Linked DNA regions of Zea mays: all the other regions are linked to region 1. Evidence: chromatin contacts called from public Hi-C data. All regions are on one chromosome and are shown on one strand. The core of a region is the stretch at or near the end of the contact, and the rest is flanking DNA. Distances in the headings are between cores, read along the strand shown.

Region 1 (5,093 bases), core at 1,489-3,988:
AGATTTTTCAAAAAGATTTGCAAAAATAAAACAAGTGGTGCAAATGTGGTCCAAAATGTTAAATAAAAAGAAAGCAAACTATGCATATCTAGTAAAAGTTAAAATTGGTTTAATTCGAAGCAACCTATGCACTTGCATTATGCAAACTAGTTCAATTCTGCACTTATATATTTGCTATTGGTTTGTGTTTGGCATCAATCACCAAAAAGGGGGAGATTGAAAGGGAAATAGGGTTTAACCTTTTCCTATAAATAATTTTGGTGGTTGAATGCCCAACACAAATAATTGGACTAACTAGTTTGCTCTAGATTATATATTCCACAGGTGCATAAAGGTTCAACACAAACCAATTAAAGATCAAAGTTAGGGTTCAAAAGAAAGGAGCAAAAGAAACCGAAGAGTACCCTGGTCTGGCGCATCGGACTGTCCAGTGTGCCATCGGACAGTGTCCGGTACACTAGGGTCGTACAACTCTGAACTCCTCACCTTCGGGTTTCTGAGGCCGCGCTCCGCTATAATTCATTGGACTGTCCGGTGCACCAGCGGAGCAACGGCTAGCCAGCGCAACGGTCGGCTGCAACGATCGCCTGCAACGGTCGCCTGCAACGCTACACTGCACGAACAGTTTGCGCAGAAGTCAGAGCAGCCGCCAGAGGCGCACCGGACAGTGCATAGTACCTGTCCGGTGCGGTACCGGACTGTACGGTGCCACAAGAAGACAAAGCTCCAACGGTCAAACCCTAACGGCTGGGTGACGTGGCTAGTGCACCGGACAGTGTCCGGTGGCGCACCGGACTGTCCGGTGCGCCCATCGACAGCAGCCACCTCCAACAGTTGAATTGGTGGTTGAGGGCTATAAATACCCCCAACCACCTCCACTCCAACCATCCAAGCATTCAACACATTCCATTCAATACAAGAGCAAAGTGCAACACTCCAAGACTCAAATCAAAGCCACCGATCCGATCAAAGTCCCCAATTCAATTCTAGTATTTTAGGACCTGAGAGAGGATCGTTCTTGTGTTTTCTTGTTGCTCTTGTTGCTTGGTTGGCTTTCTTCTTTCTCTCATTCTTATTCTCAAAGCCTTGTAAGCGAAGCAAGAGACACCAATTGTGTGGTGGTCCTTGCGGGGTCTAAGTGACCCGAGAAATTAAGGAAGAAAGCTCACTCGGTCTAGGTGACCGTTTGAGAGAGGGAAAGAGTTGAAAGAGACTCGGTCTTTGTGACCACCTCAACGGGGACTAGGTTCTTTGGAACCGAACCTCGGTAAAACAAATCACCGTGTCATCCGCTTTATTTTCTTGGTTGATTTGTTTTCCCCTCTCCCCCAGACTCGGATTTTATTCTAACGCTAACCCCGGCTTGTAGTGTGTTTAAAGTTGTAAATTTCAGTTTCCACCTATCCACCCCCTCTAGGCGACTTTCACCGCTGAATGTGGTGATTACACACCATGTCCAAATGAAGTTGTCCTTCAGTAATTACCCTATTATACCTGGAACAGACTTAGAAATAAGCAACGAGTTAATGTTTTGAGGACCTTAGGCCAAAGAGGGACCCAAATAGTTTTCTCTCATCTTAATACATTGAAGCACAATTCTCATATACTCTAAAGTTTTTTTCTCGGTCATCTTTACTTACCTATAGGGATTTGGACATTCTCAATCTAGTAAAGATGCCCTTAGACCGACGCCAACCTGATGGGTACGAGTTTGGTCAAAATTTCAAACTCGTTATAGGTACGGATTTTTAATGAGTATATATATTTTTCACGGATATAGATTTGATATGGCAAAACCCAGCGAGTTTATACCTGTTGCCATATCTAGGTGTCACTGGCCTACGAAGGTTTATATAAAGTGAATTAATAAACTGCCCTTTATTTTTCCATAAAACGGAAAATAGTTGAATATATATATATATATATATATATATAGTTACCGACTCTGTGTATTTTGGTATTTCTGTACATTTTTTCTCGCCGTTTCCTGTTTTTTCAACTCCAGATCTCTATTGATGTATGATCTATATTTTCTCTAACCATTGAACTTAGTAATTATTGAATATAGGCCAAACATTGAGAGAGACAAAAGAAAAAAAATTGACGGCGGGCCTCAAACATTTCAATATGAGCAAAATCATCATTGTGGCCTTTCCAATTAATTTAATTTCACTTTCAAAAATCTCTTTAGCATAGATCTATTTCACTGCATCCTTCGCTTGAAACCCTGAGGTGCATGAAAGGCCATGTTGCGGAGATAAGTGCAACAATACGAGCTTTTATGTTATCTCCAGGCACTAACATGCTTGCATATCTATTTTTGGAGATCACGTTTAATACCATTCACCCTCAACGTAGCATAGACGAGACACGAGAACGCGGCTCAGCCTCTATATGGCCTAATGGAGTGTTTGGTTTGTGTAATTACTCCATCTAAATAGATGCGGTGTATTATGGGTTCATATTTCTTAAATTTGGTGGAATACCTCAATTCCTCAAATTAATATTAATTAACTAACTATGAGAAATAATATGGTGATAGATTAACACATTTTATTCAACAAACCAAACAAAAACAGTCAGACCCAACATTCTAACTTCATTACATGTCTATATGTACAGCAGTACAGCAGTACATACGTATGCGCTCTCTGCTGAAAGCGTACACACGCGCGTGCTGCTCTGCTGCCGCTGGGCATAGCAGCAAGCACGAGACCACAGGTGGGTCGGCCGGTTGGGCCCTTGTGGTCCCCACACGCCATTATCACCACGAATCAATCGTACAGATGGCGGTCGGACGGACCACACAACCAACAAACCAGAAGGTGGTCATACCTTCTTCCCTTTTGCCCGTAGGCACAAGTTGTGGAGTGTTGGTTAGATCACACATGTAAAGACTCATCATCATCAACTACATATAAATAAATATATCTGCGTATTCAGCCTTTTTTCCTGCCCCCTCTGTTCCTCCGTGCAGTCTTAAGATAAAATATATATCATTCCATGTACAATCACGTTGGTTGTTGGTAGTGGTAGATGGAGGAGGAGCTTCTATTATCTGATGTAGAAAAAACGGATTTAGGGTGCCGTTTGATTCACGTATCGGTAATATAATAGATGAATAACTGATAACGTTAGATCATATTTGTTTAGAACCAACAGTAATCAGATAGCATATTAGGAACTAATACCGACCTATTCAAATTTGTTATCATTGTTACTCGAGTTTGAATAATTACCGTTATCATTTACGTTACATTTCGTGAACCAAACGACACCTAGGTGTTGTTTGATTCATATAATTGTAACGTGATGTGTAACAGATCACGTTAAACCATGCTTGTTTAAGTCCAACCATAATAAGATACCACACTGGAAATTGATATCGGCTTACTCAAACTTATTACCGTTGTCACTCGAGTGTGAATCATTACCCTTGTCATCCATGTTACAATTCGCGAACTAAAAAAGACCTTATAGCCCCAAGGCAGCTAGGAGTCGTTGGAGCTCCATTTGAAAGGTCATAGATGCCTTCTGTCCATGGACGCACCGGACAGGAAACAATGTCGATTTCCTTCCTTTTCTGGCGAAACCGACCATTGCAGCCACGACGCTCGTGGCACATGGCGAAGTCCACGCGTCACCCGTTGATTGCGTTGCCGACCGTTGGCGTGGGCGCGGCTGGCATACCGGACAGTCCGGTGAATTATAGCCGCGACGCGCTGAACTTTTCCCGAGAGCGGCTGTTCGCTAGGGGAGCCAGCCTGAGCACCGGATAGTCCGGTGCACCTCAGTCTAGCTGGACTCAGCCAAACTCTTCCAATTCAATTTCTCTCGTTTTAACAAGGCTCCTAGCACTTAGTAGAATAATATTAGTACCAAAAACAATTTACTAAATCTAGAATCATACCTTGATTTTCCATTTGCATCTATTTGACACTTAGCACAAAACAATATATGTTGAACATCGAATAACCAAAATATTTATAGAAATGACCCAAGGGCACATTTCCATTTCACAGTCTGACTTGTTAGTGTGGACAATCAAAGATTATATCAGTTCGAGCGAGAGTTCTAATTTGTTACGATATCTTGTTCAGACTAAGCTCCAACTCTGCTTAGTAAAAAAAAAGATAAAGCAAGGAGAGCTAGCGTTTAATGGGTGCTTTGTAAATTTAAACTCTAGCTTTTATAAGCTGCTCTATCATGAAGTCTATGGAGCCAAAAAGCGATCTCAAAGAACCTTCATAGTCTCATGCATTACGGGCTCACTAGTTAGTTGCTTGTAAATTGCTAAGGTCTTTATATATATCATATCATATAGATAGATCTAGTTTAAATAAGATATTTATTAAAATATGGTTATATTTTTTGTATTTTAAAATTATTAGTATGTACTTTTACATTCATATAACATAAATAGACATGAGTTGTAATGGTAGAAACCGAGCACTTAAAACTAGTGGGTAGCATTCGAATCCCTACACCCTATTTTTAAAATATTTATTTCTCGTCGTAGAGAAAATTTATTCGCTCATTGTATTAAGTAAAGATAAAGATTTGATTCTCTCTGGGGTGGGAGAAGTAACCAAATGAAAGCCAGATAAAAAGTCTCGCCTCACGGCATGGCTCACAAGCACCAATATTAATATAACAATAACAATTGCAATAGAACGGGGGTAGTTATACCAGAAAGGTGGGTGAGAATGGAGACAGGATCATGAGGAATGAATGATAGTACTAGTGTTGACCAGATCTGGATCACCCCATCAGGCGATCACGTACCAAGTCACTAGCTATCACAGGAGTGCTCCAGCTTGATGCGCGATTAATCGCATAGAATAATCTGTGACTCGGAGAAATGGCGATGAGCGCAGGCAAGCAATGTGGCCATGCCCGCGACAGGTGGCCTCCCTGTCTGTCGTGCCAAGTGACCAGGCATATGGCTCCAAGCTCCACGAGATTCGGACAGACATAAAAGAGGCCCAATAATTGAGGGGAGCTCACGATCCCTGGCTTCCAAGTCACATGCATACATCGACAGAGACAGATACAAAGGCCGGCCGAGTGATTGATCAAATAGACGGCTCCTG
Region 2 (5,093 bases), core at 1,327-3,826, 320 kb before region 1:
TATTTACGAGGCAAAGGCGCATTGGATCACTATTAAGCTTCAATTTCGGTTTTGACCAAAGAAACTTAAATCGTCATGTTTTATGGTAGCGATGAGAGAAGATAATTCAGGGCTTGTTGATCTCTCGCTTCCAAAACCTCAAACTCTGGATTTTTATAGCTCGATCTCTTTTTCATTGTCACTTTTGGAAGATTTTGGTCGCAGACACCTTTGTGTTAATGGTCAAAAAGTCGAGTAGCTTTATGTTGACCCTAACCTACACATGCCATAGCACATTGTTGGACTTCATGAGCATCTCGAAGACGGGTAGACCGAGTATAGGATTCATGGAGATATATGATGATGAACTTATCATGGCTCTTATTACAATGTAAAAGTACGGAGACATTTGGAAGAATCGCTGACAACCCAAACTTGAGTCTATCCATGTTGTATGTTGATATGTTAGATAAGGAACATACTGTCATATTTGCATACATATATAGAAATTGGTACTTATAATTCTAATAAATATAATACGGATTTAAAGTAGATTCTAATCTCTGTGTACTATACAATATCCGTCAATAACGGTGTACTCGTTGTGTAGGTAGCCGTGGAAACAATTCTATGCGAGAGTCATGTATAGCGAAGCGTTTACAAGAAAATCTTGATGCACGGCCCCATGCATGTCCCTTTCGTGTTTGTCCTACCAAACGAACAGCTGGATTGAGTTGGGTTAAACAGTTGAACCGAACAGCTCCTAGACCATATGCTGCAAGAAGATGAAACGAAAAGATCTAAACATAGATGTTATCTAGCTAGTCCTGGAAATGCTTCACTGTACATGACTCCTAATTTTTTTTTCCATAAAACACGTGTACTATACAATATCCGTCAACAAAGGGGGAACATATTCCATGCACAAGTTCACCTTCATGCACATACGCATAAACTCAATATGAGCCCTTCGCTCGTATAACAACCTTTGCTTGAGATGCAGGTTTTTTTTTTCAAATATATAGCTGACGGATGAGGGGAACGTGGAAAGTGCTTTTCATAAAAAAAAATGTTAGCTAAAATAAAATATTATTGGACGAATGATCTAGATTGATTTTATGAATGTGTGCATGAATTTGGTCTTGTGCGTAGAATATGTTTCATAAGACTATGACCAACGGGCGTACATATGCATGCAAAATAGTGTTTTGAATGGTATATATTACTCTCTCTCTCTCTTTCCGTTTCTAAATAATAGTCGTTTTAGCTTTACATTTGTATGGCTATATTCATATAGATGATAATAAATCTATGCACATAAATAGAACACATACATTTGTTATTGTATGATTCTACTAAAAACGTAAAAACGAATTTTAATTTAGGACGGAGAGAGTATTATAGAGTGAAACTTAAAATAGAGGGAAAAAATGAATAAAGCTGCTGGAGGGAGGTAGACTAGCAACGGTGTAGTAGGTAAGTTTGTGGTTAGCGAACTAGGAAACAGGACTCGGTGGGCCAAGCCATCCACTAACGAGGCCGAACAGGATCCAGTACCACTCAAGTCGCCGCTCGAAACCGGAGGACGTGATAGGCCCAGTACCACAAGACCAACGTCACGAGTCACGTTACGAGGGCTGGGCACAGCACGTACGTACGTACGTCCGGTCCGGTCCGGTCCCTAATACGATCGGACCGAACGAATAATTCAGGCGGCAAAACAATGACTCGCGATCGAAAGAAAACGGCCGGACAAGAACAACCAAACAGCTGAAGCGAAGCCAGCGTGATCCGGCGGTGCTGCCACTACTCGTCGCGGCCGGGTTCAGGCAAGGCCTCGTGACAGGGATAGATATGATATCTGGCTCTGGCCCGATAACACCTGCAACTAGCTAGGAAAAGCTGTGCTAGCGGCCATAGGGAAAACAAGAAAAATCCGTATGCAGCAGCAACTGGTTACGTGATCAGCTGGCCAGGTCTGGCCAAACCCCAAGTGGTCTGGGGTCTCGATTCCATCCGGACATACACTTGTCTAGCTAGTTGTCTACCGTTGCAGCTGTCGTCATGATTATTAAGCACCGTATCATACTAGTAGCTACTGCCTACTATCATGCGTCTTAATTGGTCTTGCCCCCTGATGCAACCAAGCACCTGCCATTAGTGGATGGATATGTGCTCAAAACTACCTCGCGCGCGATCTGCAACTTGAGACCACAAGTGGCTCCGATTATTAAGCAGTTGGGCAAGCAGGATGGATGCCCGCCCCAGTTGCTCTGTCCTGTGTGTGGGGTGGGTCGATGGCGATTCATGTCTGCGCGCGTTTACATCTATCTGGAGTGGTTAGCACAGATTCGCAACAAGTGGCTGCGCTATCTGGATTCTGGAGTAGTAGTACTAGTGTGCAATTTGCATGAACCCCTGTGGGGCAGGAGGAGGTACGGTGTAGCATGGTTTCCCTAGCTGCACGAAGGATAGGCCGGCCGACCCTCGTCGTGACCTTCAGAGCACACGGCGGCTACGGTGTGCTGAGGCGCCTTTGATTATGCTAATGCGGTGTCCTGGACGTACGGCTGTCATCCTCGCATTTCTTACGCACATGGACCTCCATCCATCCCCTTCCCCCCCTGGACTGGTCAGGTAGTATCAGCTGTCGTTGCTTCAGTGCAGCCGTGCGGAGCAGGTATTTGTTAGTACGTACGTACGTACGTGCGTGCTCCGCATCAAAAACAAAGCAAATGCACATCCATCCTCGGTGGCGGCCGGCGGGCGCGATGGGATCACGGATCGGGGTCCCCACCCAACGCACAGCCAGCCACACTGACGCGGTGACGCCTGTGCGGCAGCGCGTGCACCCGTGTGCTGCCGCGTTCACCGAATGGATTTGCTTCTTTAATAAATATAAAATAAATACAGCAGCTCTGCGTTGACAATGACAAGAAGCACAGTTTGCAGTGCAGCTCCCCGGTCACGCACGCACGCCTGGTGCAGCCTGCAGGCGAATTGAAGCCCCCCCCCGTTTCATGCCACAGGGCCAGTTGGGACTTGGGAGTGGGCGGAGCAGGCGGTCGTCGCGTCGCCATCGCGCCATGATTGCGCCTCCGACAAGAGGCTATCGCGCCATCAGGCGGCCGATCGTCACGCGAGGCGGCGGTGCGAGTCGAGTGCGGCAGCCACCTAGACCCAGCTCTCCCGTGTGCAGTCAGCCAGGCCGCCTCGTGCGCCCACGTTCAACACAAGACACAACCCAACCCGCCCCGGCTGTCACCGGCCGCGACAGATAATTCTCTTTCTCTCCGTCGACTCGAGGCTGCAGGGTTTAGGGTTTCAGCCCATTCATCCCTAATTCGCTATAAGATTCTCTTCAACGATTTCTCTATATTTCTCTTTCTATATTCTACTATCTTATCACATCAGCAAACTTTTTTTCTCTGTATCTCCATCTTATTCAGCGGCTCCCCCTAAATTTCTTCGTATATCTCACTACCTTCATAAATTATCATTTCTCGTACTTATTTATCATCTATTACTATTCTTTTTTCATAACTAACAAATACCTCCGCGCAATGAAATCGAGGCAAGGAGGGCCGGCACCGGCAGCAGCACCCTTCATCTAGCCTAGTGTTGTGCCATCAACTAGTACTGCAGCAGCCACAAGGGTGAGTGATGAATGCTCTGTCGGGCCGCTAATGCCGTCACTGGCATAGTGGCATGGGACGGTTTAAACTCTCTCGGTCTGAAAAACAAAAAAAAACACAATTTTAATTTTAACTAAACATGTACTGTGCAAGTTTCTTCATATTAGTATATTAGAAAAGCTAATGTGATACGGGATTCGTTACGAAATTCATTATTACAATACACTCAAGCTGCTATATATAGTGGATGTATAGACCTTTTTCTTTTCCCTTACAAATTTAGGTAGATTTAGGTTGTTTGTTGACATCATTGTGACCTTGCTGTGTCCTCTTGTCGACTTCAGTTCACTGTTCACGTCATTGCATCCCGTTCTTTCGATTTTGTTTTTCCTTCTCCCATGTTGCTTCAAAAATGCGTACCTACATGGCAGCCAGCCAAGATGTTGAACGCTCATCCTATTTATAGTATTCTAGCGACTAATTCTTAGCTCTCTATTTTATTTTTATTTTAGTCCTTAAATTTCTAAATACGAAAACCAAAATATAGTTTTAGTTTATATATTTGGTAATTTAAGAACTAAAATAAAATAAAATAGAGGACTAAAAATTAATTCTTAGAAACCAAACATTTCTAAGGTCTTGTTCGGTTATTCCTATCATACGTGGATTAGGTGGGTTCAAAAAAAAATGAAAGATTTCGACTTGTTTGGAATTGAAATTCATTTAAACCCACCTGATCCATATGAATTGAGAGCAAAACAAATAAACCTTAAGTTAGTTTGTTGATGGGAGGAAAAAAAATTCAGCGATAATTGAAACTACGGTTTTTAAGAAAAGCCAAGTCCGATCTCTCTTCATTTCTTTAGCCATCGTCGGCTCTCATGACACCGCCACCACTTACAAATCATAGAAAAATGAGTTAATATTCTAGACAACTCTGGCTTCTTGATAAAGCGAGCGTCTCTGTTTCAGATTCTAAGTATAAAATAGCTTCATTCTGTAAAGGGGTAGAGAGCCCAGTATAACCCAATATTGCTTAGGAAATACGTTGGGCCGGCCAGCAAGGGATCCAAGTAAAAAACTGAAAGGAAAATGTGTCTTTCCGCAGTTTCAATAATGTTTTGGTGATTAAGTGTTCAACACGGCTAATTAAGTTCTTATGTGCCAAGTAAAGTGAGAAGTGCAAATCAAAGAAAAATGTATGTTTCTAGACTTAGTACATTGTTTTGAGTACTAATGTGTTTTGTCTAAGTGCTAGAAACAGTGAGAAAAGAATTGAAAAAAGCGTTGGCTGTGAGCAGCCAAACTTCAGCTCAGTCTGGCACACCGGACTATCCGGTGGTGCACCGGACAGTGTCCGGTGCGCTAGGCTGGTCTCCGGTGAAAGTGCCGCTCTCGGGATTCTACGGCGGCGTACGGCTATAATTCACCGAACTGTCCGGTGAGTCAACGGTCATCTGAGCAACAGTCAGCAGCGCA
Region 3 (5,093 bases), core at 708-3,207, 280 kb before region 1:
TTCAAATGATTTTTATTTTCCTAAGAAAATTTTGTTTAATTTATTTTCACTTAGAAAAATAAAAATCACCAGAGAAAATAAAATTCTCAAACTAGTCCATAAGGATCGTAGCAGAAGGAATCCTCTCCAAAGTACACTGAACATAAGGTAGGAACATTGGCCTCAGCTCTACGATTTTAGATGTACGGTTCGATCCGGATGTTTGTGCATTGCGACGAACGCAAATAAAGTCTTTACCAAAATCCAATATACACAGGTAAAAAAAAGCCTGAAAAGAAAAATAAGTTCTACTGCTTGCACACTTCCTCGGCCCCACATGGAAGAAAAGATTTTTCAGCCTTTCTCTAGTGCCATCAATGCTCGCTCACGGTTCACACACTCGTCCACCAGACCACCACGTTGCGACTTGCGAGCCTGTGCAGCTGCGTTTGCGCATCTGGTTTCTTCTGGGTCATCTATATACTTCTCTCCTAGCAGGAACAGGAACAGCAAGCCACTCGCTCCTGCCGGCGAGACGATGGAGCGGGAGCCGTCGCGTTCCACTGACATGTGGGCTAGGTATGCGCTTCGCCGGCGACGTGATGCGGCACGGGGCTGGTGGACCCCTGTGGGTGCGCCGACTGGTACCGAACCATCGGTTTGCGGACGTTCTACCCGAAGGCGGGGTCCGGCGGCGCCTCAAGCGTATAGGACCTGCGCGTTGCAGGGCGCCATCCCGGCGAACTCGGCGGAGCCCTTGACCACCTCCCACTCCACCACTTCGTCCTCGACGCCGGGTACCGCGGCGGCGGCGGATGCGGCGGCAGAAACCGTGCCCACGGCGACGTCGAGCCCGGCGCCGACGACGTATATCCTCCGCCTCCCGCCAGCGACCTCCCCGAGCTCGCCAGCGACCACGTGCGGCCGGCGCACCTCGGGGGGCACCCCGGTGCCGGCCACCATCCGCCACTCGTCCCGGGCCTCGTCGTACCGCTTCAGCCGCCACTCCCCGTACTCCGCCACGATATACATCCGGCCGCCGGCGACGGCGCAGGAGCCCGTCCACCCCTCCCGCATCCCGCGCGCCATCTCGCACCACGAGTCCGCGGCGGCGTCGTACACGGCGCCGCGCGGCGCGCGCTCGAACGGCCACGCCCAACCCTCCGTCACGTACAGCTTCCCGCCCGCCGCCGCCGCGTCGTACCGCGCCACGGCGGCGCCGCGGCGCGGCGCGGCCGGCGACCACCGCCCGGCCTCCGGGTCGAAGACCTCCGCCTCGCCGTCCTCCCCGGCCACCACCACCCGCCCTCCCACCTCCCCGGCCGCCATGTACCCGCGGGGCGTCCGCATCGCCGCCGCCTCCTCCCACCCGTTCCGCGCGGCGCTGTACACCGCCACGCTCGTCACGGCCTTGTCGCCGCCCTCCTCGACGCCCCCAATCACGTAGATCTGGCCGCGGCGGGGGAGCCCCACCACCGCGAACGACCCGGCCGCGGCGCCGCCGGGCACCGGCGGGAGCAGGAGCCACTTCCTCGAGAAACGGTCGAGCGCCTGGCACTGGAGGCGCCGCGACATGGGGTCAAAGGCGAGGGCGAAGAGGAAGGGCACCGACCCCGTGGCCGCGGTCCCCGCCCCCGCCGCGTGAGGGAACAGCAGTGGCTTGGCCAGGGCGTCCGTGAGGAAGCGGTTCCAGGTGGAGGAGACGGTGCGGAAGAGGCGGTGGTAGAGGAAGGGCAGGTGGAGGAGGCACTTCTCGGCCACCTCCTCCGGCAGGCCCGGGATGAGCTCCATGACCTCCTCCCCCTCCCCGTCACCGGCGTCCAGCACCTGCTGCTTGCTCATGGACGAGAAGCTCATGGTGGCCGGGCCGAGCGGCGCGATTCTTCGGTCGAATTTGATGCGATTCGCTTCACCCCGCTGTGGGTGTGGGGGAGCTCTGTGGTTCGGCTTGGTGATGAGGAATGGAACCTGAAGCGGGGTGGGCACGAATTTATAGAGGTGAGTGGACTCTGGGCAAGTGCCAAGTCGTGCGGCTTTTCTCAGCTGGCGTCCTCCACTCCTCCCCTCCTGCCAAGGGCAACTACAGCTACAGCCCTTTCCAACCCACAGTCGTTCTTCTGTCTTCTCCCGAATGAGAGCCCATGGTGGCAGGCTGGCAGCGCCGGAGCCCGTTCTTCATCGTCCCGAACTTGGCACGCAGCAATAAGGCTTCGCCTCTCCATGGAATGCCTACAGCGTTTTCTACTTTAAACTACACTACGTAAATAAGACCTCAATTTCCATCGCCGACGGTGTCACCATGGTGGCCATATCGTCCCCAGGATGTGGCGTCCCCGTGTTCGGTTGCCTTGAAGGTTCCAAGTCGGAAACGGTTCCAGACCAGAAAACAGTGAACCACTCAATCCAGTCCAGAATTTGACACCACAAAAGTGCCATTGATCCGCCCCTCATCGTGTTGCAATGGTGCTGGATGTTGGATGCTTTGACCAACAAAAGTGGGCGGTGCACGATCGGAAAGAATGGTCTTTGTGCTTGTGCATCCATGCAGGAGTACTACTGCACAGGGTGAATGTGGCCAGGAACAGCCACAGGAACTTGAGGAAAGAATGGTCTTTGTGGCAATTATTTTGAAACGAAGGCGAAGTAATACCCCTCACTGCAACCGGGAATCGGTTCGGGCTCGTCGTGCTTTGGTTCAAGTGTTACAACATGCCACGGCCGCGTGGCCGGATTTCGAAACGATTGCCGTGAAGCTCGGTCCATCCGGTTCTTGTTGGATTGGATCTGGCCAGCGGCCGGCTCCGGTGATTCTTCGAGCTTGTTTGGCCGTACGCGTACGAGTTTTCCGCCACCCAGGCACGGACCCAAGGACGCGGCAGCTACTGCGCTGCCCGCGATCACGACGAGTCGACGACCGACGCGACGGCAGCAACTTGGCTCCTGGCCCGAGGAGGCCAGGACAGGAGGAGGAGGGCCGCTTGTGGGCCCGGCGAGAGGTGCATGTACTAGTACTGTACAGCCGTGATGGACAGCAGTCCAGTGGGCCTGGTGGGCGCGGACGGGCGTGTCCGCAAAGGAAAGGAAAGCTAGTACGTAGCTACGAGAATGTGCGGCGTGCGTGGGGCCCATTTGTCCTGGCCGAGAAGTTTCCAATTTATTTCCTCTCATCACTCCCATATATGCCATTTTCTGGTTTTTTTTAATTTCTCTCTAATAACTTTTATAGTTTCGTAGAAGTATGTCTATTTTTATTTATTTATTTATTTATTTATTTACACACTGACACTGCTACACGCTGCCGTGCTCTGTCTCCGTGGGTTTCGGATGAAAGAGGAGAGATGGCGCTGCGTCGGTGCGTGTGCGTGAGAGTTTGGGCTCTGCACGCGCAGGCCGTCCGAGGCACCGACCTCTCCGGTACCGATGCGCTCTCGACACGAGCCTGGAGACTCGTGCTGCTCGTTTTCCCTGTGTCGGTGCGGACCGTACTGCGACCACCGTCTTTTCCTCCGACAACAGCCACCCGAGATTAGTCTCCAACAAACCTGATATCGAAATGGATGGAAACCTTGTGCATTTTTTTTTTGTAACGATTCCATCTTTGTTGCACCGTGATATAATAATATATGGATCAAATAATCAACTTGGACGCGACTATTTGCTGCCGATAGATTTTTCCAGCGTTTGGGCATGGGACGGGCCTGAGAGGGGACGCGACAACAGCGGTCGGTCAATGCAATTAGTTGGTTGCCGCTACCGTAAGTCTGTAAGATGACAGCTACAGGCACGTTTACGGCCATCATCACCAGGCAACAGAAAATCGATCCACTATAGTCTGTAGCTAGCTCAACAGTCGCAGAAGAAAGATCCCTTTTACCAAACTCGCAGTAGTTTTGTCTGTCGACACCAACGCATAGAACCTACTACTCATACAACGGATGCATCAGCACAAAATCCTGGTCAAAACAGGAAATACGGACGCGGGGATCGTGCGCGGACGGACGAGTAGATTCTGCGACCCACTTGGATGGAAAAAAAAACCGGGCCGAGACGACGCGGGGCAGGCAGCCAGTGGTCGGCGTCGCGTCGCGTCGCGGCGCGGCTGCCAAAATACGCGCGATTGGCGGGCGGGCCGTGACAGGGGAGGAGACGCAGGCAGGCGACGGTGCGATCGCCGGGAATCCATCGATGGGAGCGGTGAAAGCTGAAAACGACGGCAGGCTCTGGACTCTGTCTGAAGCAGCACGCCGGAGCCCGGCGGGCGCTTGTTTGGGATAGTTGGTCGTGTGTCGGCGTCTCGACACGGGTAGCCCGGTGAAAAAACAGCGCCGCTGCCGCCGCCGGCGTCGTATGTGCGTGGGCACGCGTACTTGAAGGTGGGAAGGGGGAGAGTAGATGGCGACGTGGCGCTCGTGATCTGTGCAGCCTAATAATGGAATAGATAAGGATGATGATTCGAAGCCGCACACACACGGCAAGCGTGACAAGGGTCCCCCCACCCCCACCCCCAAAGCCGTCGTGAGTGCGGGTGCACGGTCACCGTTGGTTGGTCGTACCAGCGCCTACCATGGTAGTACGTGCCAATCTTCGTCGCGGGTGACCAGCGGAGAAAAAAAAAAGGAGCCTGCAAGGCGCGATGGCGGCCCTGTAGGACCGAACGGAACCGGATCCACAACATGGTGCCGCTGGCACGCGTGGTGGCACCGGCGCGTGGCTGCGGCCCGCGGTCCCGTACGCTCGCGTGCCTCTCGTGGCGAAAGCGCGCGCGGGCGGGCGAGCCGCGGTGGTAGGGCAGGGCAGGCAGGGCGCGTTGCGTTCTTTGCTTCCGCGCGCCTCCGACGGCGGTGGGCGCGCGCGCGCGCGTTGCGTTCTTTTCTTCCGTCCTCCCTCGTTTTTCCGCACCGCGGGCCGCAAGTGAGGTGTCCAAGACTCGAAGGACACTCGTGAACGATCATCGCTGTCCTCGCGGCGGCGGAGGGACCAGGACGCCTGCGCCCCACTCCGCCCTGCCGTCGCGCGCCTGAGCAGCTGTGGAGCCGTGCGGGCGCCGGGAGCGGCGGCAGCGCGGCATGGCCGCTGGGCGCCGCCGATCGCGACGAGACCTCGCGTCCCGGACG

What was found. Hi-C and Micro-C count contacts between places; a contact is called where the count stands out from the background.
Region 2: a contact with region 1 is called in a Hi-C map of ear, with 2.4 times the contacts expected there. The contact joins the promoter of LOC118473462 here to the enhancer-like site in region 1. A contact is called at or near these places in 8 of 25 Hi-C or Micro-C datasets (bundle sheath, ear, endosperm and 4 more).
Region 3: a contact with region 1 is called in a Hi-C map of leaf, with 6 times the contacts expected there. The contact joins the promoter of LOC100382223 here to the enhancer-like site in region 1. A contact is called at or near these places in 7 of 25 Hi-C or Micro-C datasets (bundle sheath, ear, endosperm and 2 more).

Annotation. Positions count from the first base shown.
Region 1 is chr9:112,464,901-112,469,993 of Zm-B73-REFERENCE-NAM-5.0, reverse strand. No RefSeq gene overlaps it. Among protein-coding and RNA genes, the nearest start is that of LOC100502532, 77 kb to the left of the region's middle. Within about 2 kb of position 2,738, at least 18 of the 20 cell types and tissues checked have an H3K27ac peak or open chromatin away from gene starts, as enhancers often do. A contact at or near this core is called in bundle sheath, ear, endosperm and 3 more, where this site is marked.
Region 2 is chr9:112,788,340-112,793,432 of Zm-B73-REFERENCE-NAM-5.0, reverse strand. LOC118473462 reads left to right here and starts at 2,576. Exons shown (of 3, transcript XM_035962842.1): 1 at 2,576-2,616. The coding sequence starts at 2,576.
Region 3 is chr9:112,739,369-112,744,461 of Zm-B73-REFERENCE-NAM-5.0, reverse strand. It overlaps LOC100382223, which reads right to left and starts at 1,957. Exons shown (of 1, transcript NM_001174979.1): 1 at 205-1,957. The coding sequence starts at 1,836. The coding sequence ends at 679.